Linked DNA regions of Zea mays: regions 1 and 3 are each linked to region 2. A link is a contact called in public Hi-C data. All regions are on one chromosome and are shown on one strand. Each heading gives the region's core, a stretch centred on a gene start, on an enhancer-like site or on the middle of the called end of the contact. The rest is flanking DNA. Distances are from core to core; before and after follow the strand shown. Region 1 holds the start of LOC103635643 (MADS-box transcription factor 4-like). Region 2 holds the start of LOC100278803. Region 3 has its middle 21 kb from the start of LOC109941425.

What was found. A called contact is a pair of places that touch in the nucleus more often than the background predicts.
Region 1: a Hi-C map of tassel shows a contact between it and region 2, with 2.9 times the contacts expected there. The contact joins the promoter of LOC103635643 here to the promoter of LOC100278803 in region 2. A contact is called at or near these places in 6 of 25 Hi-C or Micro-C datasets (ear, endosperm, leaf and 2 more) and 1 of 3 datasets of contacts at active chromatin or transcription factors (leaf).
Region 3: a contact with region 2 is called in a Hi-C map of ear, with 2.4 times the contacts expected there. The contact joins the enhancer-like site here to the promoter of LOC100278803 in region 2. A contact is called at or near these places in 3 of 25 Hi-C or Micro-C datasets (ear, endosperm and tassel).

Annotation. Positions count from the first base shown.
Region 1 is chr8:105,123,870-105,127,051 of Zm-B73-REFERENCE-NAM-5.0, forward strand. LOC103635643 (MADS-box transcription factor 4-like) reads left to right here and starts at 1,788. Exons shown (of 6, transcript NR_183618.1): 1 at 1,788-2,145; 2 at 2,269-2,335; 3 at 2,437-2,498; 4 at 2,621-2,875; 5 at 3,037-3,081.
Region 2 is chr8:105,277,655-105,280,826 of Zm-B73-REFERENCE-NAM-5.0, forward strand. It overlaps LOC100278803, which reads right to left and starts at 1,561. Exons shown (of 1, transcript NM_001151960.2): 1 at 554-1,561. The coding sequence starts at 1,489. The coding sequence ends at 1,214.
Region 3 is chr8:105,495,515-105,498,669 of Zm-B73-REFERENCE-NAM-5.0, forward strand. No RefSeq gene overlaps it. Among protein-coding and RNA genes, the nearest start is that of LOC109941425, 21 kb to the left of the region's middle. Within about 2 kb of position 1,402, at least 13 of the 20 cell types and tissues checked have an H3K27ac peak or open chromatin away from gene starts, as enhancers often do. A contact at or near this core is called in ear and tassel, where this site is marked.

The sequences.
Region 1 (3,182 bases), core at 538-3,037, 150 kb before region 2:
CCACTTCGAGCGAGGGCAGCGTCTCCACCATCTAGTGCGACGTCTTCAGCACTAGATGACTCAGTCGAATTGGTCCCTCGGAGGGCAAATGTTGGGGCGAAGGCGAAGACGCTACCCTTCGCTCGATGCCTTCGTCGCCTGCGTCGCCTCGCTTCACCAACGACGCCAAGGACGCCGATCCGATGAGGACTTCGTGACTGGACTTCGCAGGCACCCTTCGCCCTTCTCCATTGCGAGACGAAGGCAAGACTCCGACGATGTCTGCTAGCCTCACGTCCTCATCGGGTCCGGAAGCCCAAGGGGGATTCGGCCCATTGTAACGGGCCCCGCAGGGATAAGCATGTTACGGGCCTCATCTGTAATAGCCTTTTCTGTAATGACGGTCTGTAACCTCCCCTGGGGGAATATTTTGATGATACTCTGGGTTCCCGAGGGCATAAACGTCCTTGTTTGAGGGCGGTAGGCACTCGGACACCTATAAATACCCCCGTACAGTACCCTTGACGGGGCAGATTAACAGAGCTATTGTCGTTCCCCGTTGAACCTTGCGAACTATTTCTCCACTCTCCCGTTGGATCCACTTGTTCACCTGAACGAGTACCAACATTTGGCGTCCACCGTTCGTACTACGAACAAACCACCCGCGATGGCACCCAAGAGAGCTAGTTCGAAGGAAGCCCCACCCGCGATGTTCACCTGAAGGACTTCAAGTTTTTTTCTAGCTCTGCCTTCTTCTTGAAGGACTTTGAAGTCTTTTTACCTTCTCACTTCTATTTATTGTCGAAGGGTAATTCTTAATCCTATCTTCCATCTAAAGGACTTCAAGATCTTTTCTTGACTCTTTCTTCCATCTAAAAGACTTTGGAGTCTTTTCTTGACTGTACCTGCCGTGTGAAGGAGTCTTTGCACCTTCTTACTTTTACTTGGTGATGAAGGGTATCCTTTGATCCTGCCTTCCATATGAAGGACTTTAGGATCTTTTTTATGACTTTGTCTTCTATTTAAAGAACTTCAAAGTCTTTTACACTCGAAGGCGCAACAACAAAAGAAGATTGTTCGTTCTTTTGGGGATGGTTGCCCTTATATTTACTGGGCGATTACAATTTTTACAAAGACGGTACCATTAAAAATCCCTACTCTCTGTCTTTTTTACGAAGAACCCCGTAAGGAAAAATGGTGTTATCTTGAAACAAAAATTAAAAAAAGAAAAGAAAAAGAAACATCGCTACGTATCTACACAAAATAACCTTGGAGACCGTGTATTCCACAACCTCGGGACTTTATTTGTCTCCATATACTTTAGTCTATATGATCGGATCAAAGCCGTTACGAGGAAGGGCTCTTCCCACTTGAATTGTAGTTTGCCTGTGTTGTCTAGATTTGCTATCTTTCAAAGGACAAGATTTTCTGTAGCTATATGTTTACGTTTTACTTTTTCGTCCCTCCATTTCCTTATTTTTATGTGCCTAGATTTATGATTCGTGTTCATACGAGCTAGAATAATTCATATCCAATAATAATAAGTCAGATTTCAACATATATTGCATGCAATGTATGGACATGTTGGCTAGTAAAAAGAAAAAAAGATAAAAACGTAGGGCCTAGTGATCAGCACAGGGCCACAGGCATGCAGATGCAGCGCACATGCGAACGTAACAAACACAGCAACGCGCCCACGCTAGCGGTTTCCATTTCCGGCCCTGCAATCCTGCACCGGCGCGAAAGCCCCCTCACGGCCTCACCTCCACTCCGGTGATGGCCGCATCTCCTTTACTTCTCAGTGCTCACGCCGTCCACGGTCCACTAGTTGCATCGGCTAGCTCCCGCATAAAGATCCACACCACTTGAGCAGCAGCTAGCTCAAGGGAAGGAGAAGGCTGGAAGTGGAAAGAAGTGGGTTCTTGCTTGAGCTGAGCTCTTGCTGCCCTTGGATCTGTTTGGGAGTGGAGAACGCAGTATGGGGCGCGGCAAGATCAAGATCAAGAGGATCGAGAACTCTACCAACCGGCAGGTGACCTTCTCCAAGCGCCGGGCCGGACTGGTCAAGAAGGCACGGGAGATCGGCGTGCTCTGCGACACCGAGGTCGGCGTCGTCATCTTCTCCAGCGGCGGCAAGCTCTACGACTACTGCTCGCCCAGGACCTCGTCTGTCCATTGCCCTCTCATTCTTTTTATTCTTTTGCTTGTTTATTATCGTCCTTCTTCTTTTCTTCTGTGTTGTGTGCAAGCAAAACTGATCGAAAAGACCCAAATTTGGTTTGTTGGCAGGCTGTCCAGGATCTTGGAGAAGTACCAGACCAACTCCGGGAAGATACTGTGGGGTGAGAAGCACAAGGTGCCCGCCCTTCAGATTCCCCTTTCCTCGACAGTTTGTTACTTTGTTTCAGCGCCGCGAACAGATTAACGGTTCAAAATTTAACGGATGAAATGTTTCAGAACCTGAGTGCAGAGATCGACAGAGTCAAGAAGGAGAACGACAACATGCAGATTCAGCTCAGGCCAGTGTTTCTGATTCAGATCTGCTCCGGATCTCTAGCTGCGCGCGCACTTCACTAGCTCGCTGTTCGTGTGTGTTCTTGTTGTGATTGTGCTAGCGTGTCCGTCACTTGTGATGGTGCAGGCATCTGAAAGGCGAGGACCTGAACTCCCTACAGCACAGGGAGCTGATCGCTATTGAAGAGGGCCTCCAGAATGGGCAGACCAACATGCGCGAGAAGCAGGCAGTAATCCTTACTCTTCCAGTTGCTCCTGAGCTTATTTAGTCGCTTGCAGCACACAAGCACGGCATAGTTCATTAGGGGAAGGGTTTTGTTTCTGATGTTGCTTTATTCCACTGTTGCTGTAGATGGACTACTGGAGGATGCACAAGACGAATGTACGATCTCTAATCTTGGATTCTATTCTTTGTTCCTACTCTATACATCCTGGGATACTTCCTTTTCTTTTTCTTTTGAAAGAAGTCGTTGAGTAATTTTTTTTTTACAGAAAAGTTTTTGCAGCTTCGGGTCATTAACAGTCATTTGTGATTGGTTACAGGGAAAGATGCTGGAGGACGAACACAAGATACTGACTTTTAGGATGGTAATTCTCCCCCATCTGAATAGCAGTTGAAACTTTGCTTGATCATCCTTCCTCCTTTCAACTCCTTAGCATAACTTATCAGTATGCAATATTCTAAACAA
Region 2 (3,172 bases), core at 311-2,810:
CCTTATTAAATCAAAATCATGATGTCTATTAAAAAAATCATTTTAAAGTTATAAACAAATTATCTAATTCTTTAGTAAGAAACCTACATTTATCAACATACTATCAATTTCTTTATTAGAAAAATATAAGCGCCTAATTAAGTCATTTTTAATATTATTATAAATTCTACTCTTTATGTTTTCTTCTTTCTTTTCTAAATAGAATTTATACGTATAACTAAAAATTGTTTATTTAATTCCTTTAATATTAATATACTAAGAATTAATTGTACATTACTAAATAAGACTTTTAATAACATAATCATGGTTATTATGACATAAATAAATATCCTACTAATTCTAAGTAATTTAAGTGTTATATTTATGAATACATTTATCATGAGAAAATATATATTTTCATTTGACCGGACATACGTGGCTTAATCACTATTTCAATTTCTTATATCAATACTAACCAATTATCATTCCACACACACTAAAGCGAAATAAATATGTAAATGTTTTCTAGTTTGAAAATCACTTCGATAGTGAATAGTGACTGTACTCATTAAAATTATAAAATCATACACATATTAAAGCATTGTCGCGGGGTTCGATTTTGACTACACGTATAAAACAAAATCCCTACAATCATATACGAATCACCAAATCGCATCATCATAATATTACAACAATAACTCACAATAAATTCAAAACATGATTTAGAAAATAAATATTTCGGGTTGTCTTCGACCTTGGGATGAACGGATGACGGCGAACGGCGTGGGCACGGTTGCCGGGGTGCTGCTGCGCGCGCGTGGGCAGGGATTCCGGACGTGGTCGTTGGTGAGCGTTCTGACGGTGGGGTACAAGCTCCGGCGAGGAACAGCGAGCTCCGGCGACGACGTACGACGGCGAGCAACAGAGTGAGAGAGGGGCGAGCTTGGGTACGGGAAAATAGAGAGAGGCTCTGCTGTCTTTTATAGAGAAGAGAGAGAAGATGGAGAGTCAGCCAGAGAGACGCGTCGGCAGCATTATGGCACCATCAATGGCGACGTTACCAGAGAGAATAATGGGGAAAGGAAACGGATGTAGTAATGCTCCAGTAAATCGTGAGACGAACGGACTGCGGCACTTGCGCTTCGAGTCGCGCGGCGAGGATGTGCGCAGGGCGCGTCGGTCACGGTGAGGTGGACGCGCGGGGTCGGTCGAGTCACGGCTGGCGCGGCTGCTCCTAGTTTCGCGCGTCGAGGAAGGGCAAGGCGGTCAGCTTGGTTCGGCTCCCGGGGTTGCGCGCCTGGGGCTCGGCGGATGGCGGCGCGAGGCAGTCGCGCCTGGGCGTCGCGGGCGTGCAGGTGCAGGGGCACGGCAGCGGGTCCTGGCGGCTTCCTGGTGCGGTCGGACGCGGGTGGCCGGGTCGCGGCACCTGCGGGTGGGGCTGGGTGGCTGCGCAGCTCGGGGCTTGAGCTCGGGCGGCCGGGTCGGCTTCAAGGGCTGGGCGGCGCTGCATGGGAGAGAAGCAAGGGGAAGGAGGAGAGAGCGGCGGCTAGCAGGGAGAGGAAATTACGGTTGGAGATTTGATGGCTATTGAAGCTCAGAAACTGAAGAATTTAGAACCATGAATGACCGGAATAAATAGCCGGCGTACAGTATAGTGGGGAGGAAGGGGAAGAGCTAGGGCCAGGTATTAGTGCGGTTGGCGGCGTCTACCATAGAACTAAAACCGGGCAGGCGAGGCGGTGGGAGTGTGAGCTGGGCGCCATCGGCTGCGAACGGAAGAAGCAGAGAAAATAGTAGCCGAAGGAAGAAGATAATTCTATGATAAGTGGGGTCCACGTGCAAGAGATAAAAAGAGGAGGGAGTGTGAATTGCTGGTCCCACGTGTAAGAGAGGAGGCTTAGATGCGGTGGCTTAGCAGGCCAGGGAGGGCCGAGCGGCCACAAGAACGACCGTTCTCTTTTTTTTTAGAATTTTAAATTGTTTTAAATAAAAGAATATAATATATGTATAATTATATATATATATATATATTTCAAAAATATAATAAAAAATACATAATATCTAATTTTAAATAATAAATCATTTTAGTCAAAAGTTTATTATTAAAGTAGATTGGGTCCAAAAAAGGAAAATAGAAACGAAAATTATTAGCCTATGCCTTTTTTTCAATTATTACTTTAATAATTCGTTCTTATTTTATGAAATGAGATTTTTATTACATAATAAATTCCAAAAACTGGATCTGAAATTCAAACAATATATGCTTCAGCATAAATTCTATTTATTCGAAAATTGTGTAATTTGTTTTTATAACCAAATTCATTATTTAAAGCGTAAATATTTCTCCTATCTACTGGAAATTAATAGTTCAAATACGATTGTTTTCAATGCATGGATTTATGGTGTTACACGGACCGAGGAAATCCGCGACACGCCAAACTCCACGGTATCACCAGGATGCAACTCCTCCACCGCCACGTTGCTCAAAGTGTCCTCGGACGATGCGCCGGCCGGCGGCGTATCGGCAGCAAATGAAGAAGAGGACGGCATGGCTACGTACCGGCAGCGGCGGCGGGCAGTCTGTTTGACGCGGGCCAGATCTCTGACGAGCAGAAGCAAGGAGGGCAAGCGAGCAGGCGAACGGTTTCAAAAGGAGGCTAGGGTTTCGCGGCGCGCGGAAAGAGTACCTGGCCCGCGCCGCCCCGCCCCCCTTTTATACACAGGACGCGACGTTTCGGGAAACCCGCAGTCCAACAATACCGCGTCCATCAACGATCACATCAAAAACCCCCGCGGAACCACTTTGAGCGAGGGTAGCGTCTCCACCATCTAGCGACGTCTTCGGCACCAGATGACTTAGTCGAACTGGTCCCTCGGAGGGCAAATGTTGGGGCGAAGGCGAAGACGCTGCCCTTCGCTCGATGCCTTCGCCAATCTCACTGCAACAACGGAGGCAAAGCGACCGGCAGTTTCCACCCTTCGTCTAACATGCTGCAGGACGAAGGCCTACGACGAGGTCGCCCCATCCCGCATCCTCGTCCAACACGAAGGCCCACGCGGAATTCGGCCCATTGTAACAGGCCCCGCGCAGCTGAGTCTATTACGGGCCCGATTTGTAAAGGCTTTTCTGTAATGACAGTCTGTAACCCTGCTTTATGGGAATATTCCGGGGATGACCTGGGTGTCTGAGGGC
Region 3 (3,155 bases), core at 152-2,651, 220 kb after region 2:
AACTCCAAATTGATTGAGAGAAATGGAGAAGACTCTGACAATTTCTGAATTAATAGCACACATGCACGCATGCATGCATGGGGCCGCGCAGCTCGCTCATTGCTCGTATATGTGCAGCAGAGGTGCCCTCCCTCATTTTTATTAGCAATATACTCTATCCATCCATAAACATATAGTTCTTGTTTTTTTTTCTAAAAAATGAAATACTCTGAATTTTAATTAAATTTATATAAAAATATAAATATTCATAATATAAAGTAAGCTTCATTCGATTATTTGTAGAATATATTCTTATGGTAAATTTATTTAGAGACAAAAAATAATAATATTGTTTACTCTAAATTTAATCAAACTTGATTTAGATTGACCCGCACGGATACTATAATTATATATCTTTTTTTATAGACGGAGTGAGTACTATGCCACTAGGGGTATAGTCGGATCGGATATAGACGTATATTACTCGTTCCATATTTGTTTTCATATTTCTCTTCGGATTCAGATCTGTAGGATAAAATTTAAATGGATATCGATATCTTAAATATCTAACTTTGAGAATACGAATACGGATAAAAATCAGATACAGATCGAATACTGAGTACCCGGACTCGGATACGAATCGGATCTCAGCCCTCTTAGACGGATCGAATTCAAATACGGACGGATGTTTACATCCCTATATACCAACAAACTAGTACTTCTTCCATCTGGTAAGTCTGAAACAATACAACAACTTGAGTCTTTTCTCCCTCCCCCCTTGTAAAAAATGCAATTTTAGGTGGATCCCATGGTAAAAGGTTCTACTAAGACCACTCACACTAAAGATTTTATGGGAGCTTTGTGAGCATTAAATAAGCTACCAACTTAGAAAGTATGGTGACATGACATAGTATAAGTAGAGAAATATGGTCAAAGTTTTGTGGGAAGAAATGAGTTCCGTGGGGAAGAAACTAATTTGTATTGTTTCCAACACATGTGAGTTTTATAAACTTAAGACATAAAACTCCCGGTGAGACTAGCCTAATGATCATTCCTAACCACAAATTGTTTTCTAGAATGATGGTCCCCATCTCACGCCCATGCATCACTGTGTCCTGCTTCTCCTAGTCTCCATGCATGCAAGTGAGCTCCACCCAAGACTAGCCGGTTATCTCTGTCAGGCTAGTGTGTGAGCAGTGTCGTCGTTGTATGAACTAATTATTTAAGAAAACTAAGCGCACGTATGCGTAGCTAGCTATATATAGCCAACAGAATATACAGCAACAATATATATGCACATCTCCGTCGTCGTCGATCTAAAATTCTAAAGTACGAATAGTATAGGCTATATAGAGCGGATAGAGAGGCATATGAGACGATGGCTTCTCACAAGCGGCGCAGGAGATCCTGTGTACTCCGACGATCGATGTGCGTTTGCATTGCATAGACTGCTGTACCGCGACTAGGGCCTGAAGCCCGTGACTGAACCTCATCAGGACTTACAAAAGAGGCCCATGCTTATTATTTATATTTGGATTTTTCTCCACAAGTTACCGAGGAGATTTGTAGTGTCATCTGAACATTTTCTAAAGGCGGAAACAAAAATCTCCAGTATAAACATTACCGACAACCAAGAATCCACACAGTAAAAGAATTACTAATAGAAAAGCTAAATGAAATGTTTGCTGGTATACACTAGTGCATGGGTCATCGTCTGAATTTTGTTCTTCTCCTTTCATCTTTCTAACTTACATAGATGGAGAGGAGGGAAACAAAACTGAAGTGCTTTTAACTCCCTCCATTTTTTTATTTGTCACGTTTTAGTATAAAAATAAACTAGCGAACGACAAATATTTAAGAACGGATATAGTATTAGGATGCACTACATCGACGCTATAGTTTTATCCCGACGAGACTTATAGCGTCGAATATGTGTAGTCGGCATATGTTTTTAGCGACTGGTTGTAAGACAGCGTAAGGGCTTTTAGAGATTTCAGTGAAGTCGTGAATCTTGGCTTATCCTTAAACCGTGTCCAGCAGTTCACCCATATGATTAGCTGAAATATTATTTTTGCACTGTTTTTTACTGTAGATTGTACTGTTCGTAGGATGAAGTTTAAATAGACTTATAGAAGGTTTTTAAAGAAGAAGTCAGACACACTCTAATAGCTAATAAGGTTGTGGTATAGAACGGCACACACGGACCACTTCAGGCCAGCATGCACTTGCAGTGCGCTACGCTTACGCACAAGCGCGCGTGTGCAACGCTGGAAGATGCATGGCTGAGCATGCAATGCAGCGCGTCAATGTGCTTTGCGGACGTACGACTACGGTAATTGTACGTGTCCCTGACAAGTCAACACGCTTTAAGGATAAGTACACCACAGGCGCATTCTCGTGAATCGTGCAATGCATGACGACAAGAGTACGTTCATTTAGTGTAGAATGCGGGCTGGGGATCGGAGATGTGTCTGACTCTTCCTACTCGATCGGCAGTTAGCTGCTATCGGAATCCGGGTCTTTGCCGAGTGTCGTATTCTTTACCGAGTGTTTTTTATCGGGCACTGGAGACTGGACAAAAACTACTTTACCGAGTGTCGCCTTCGGTAAAGTCCTGCGCTCGGTAACCCTATTGGCAGATATATGTGGATCTTGTCGTTGAATATAAGGCCGGCCGGGTCCAGCGCGACCTCTTTCCCTATGATGATGTGGTCTTCAACATAGTTCGTATAGATCGTCGTGACCCTATTGGCAGATATGTTATGACCGGTCGGTTGATGGATCTGTCGACTAATCGGCATGGTGTCGACTAATCGGCATGGTCGGTAACAATTATGTTGGGACAGTACGGGTCGGTACTGATCACCGCATCGAAGTCCGAGTTGATACCGACTAGGTCTCTGGTCGATACTGACCGTACGGGTCGGAACTAATCACTCCTTATATATTATACGGTGCTCCTCTATATATTGTTGCTCCTCCATTCTCTCCTCCTTATGAGGCTCCTTCCATATGGTACATGTGCTCCTTCTTTGTCCTCCCACAAGCATGGTAATATCCCAAGCAGCCACAACAATGCAACCTCCAACCAGTCCACGTACTCTGGTGCGACTCAGTTCCATCGACAAAGGGACTAGACTAGGACGGAGGAGGAAAGACGCGTAAATACAGATATA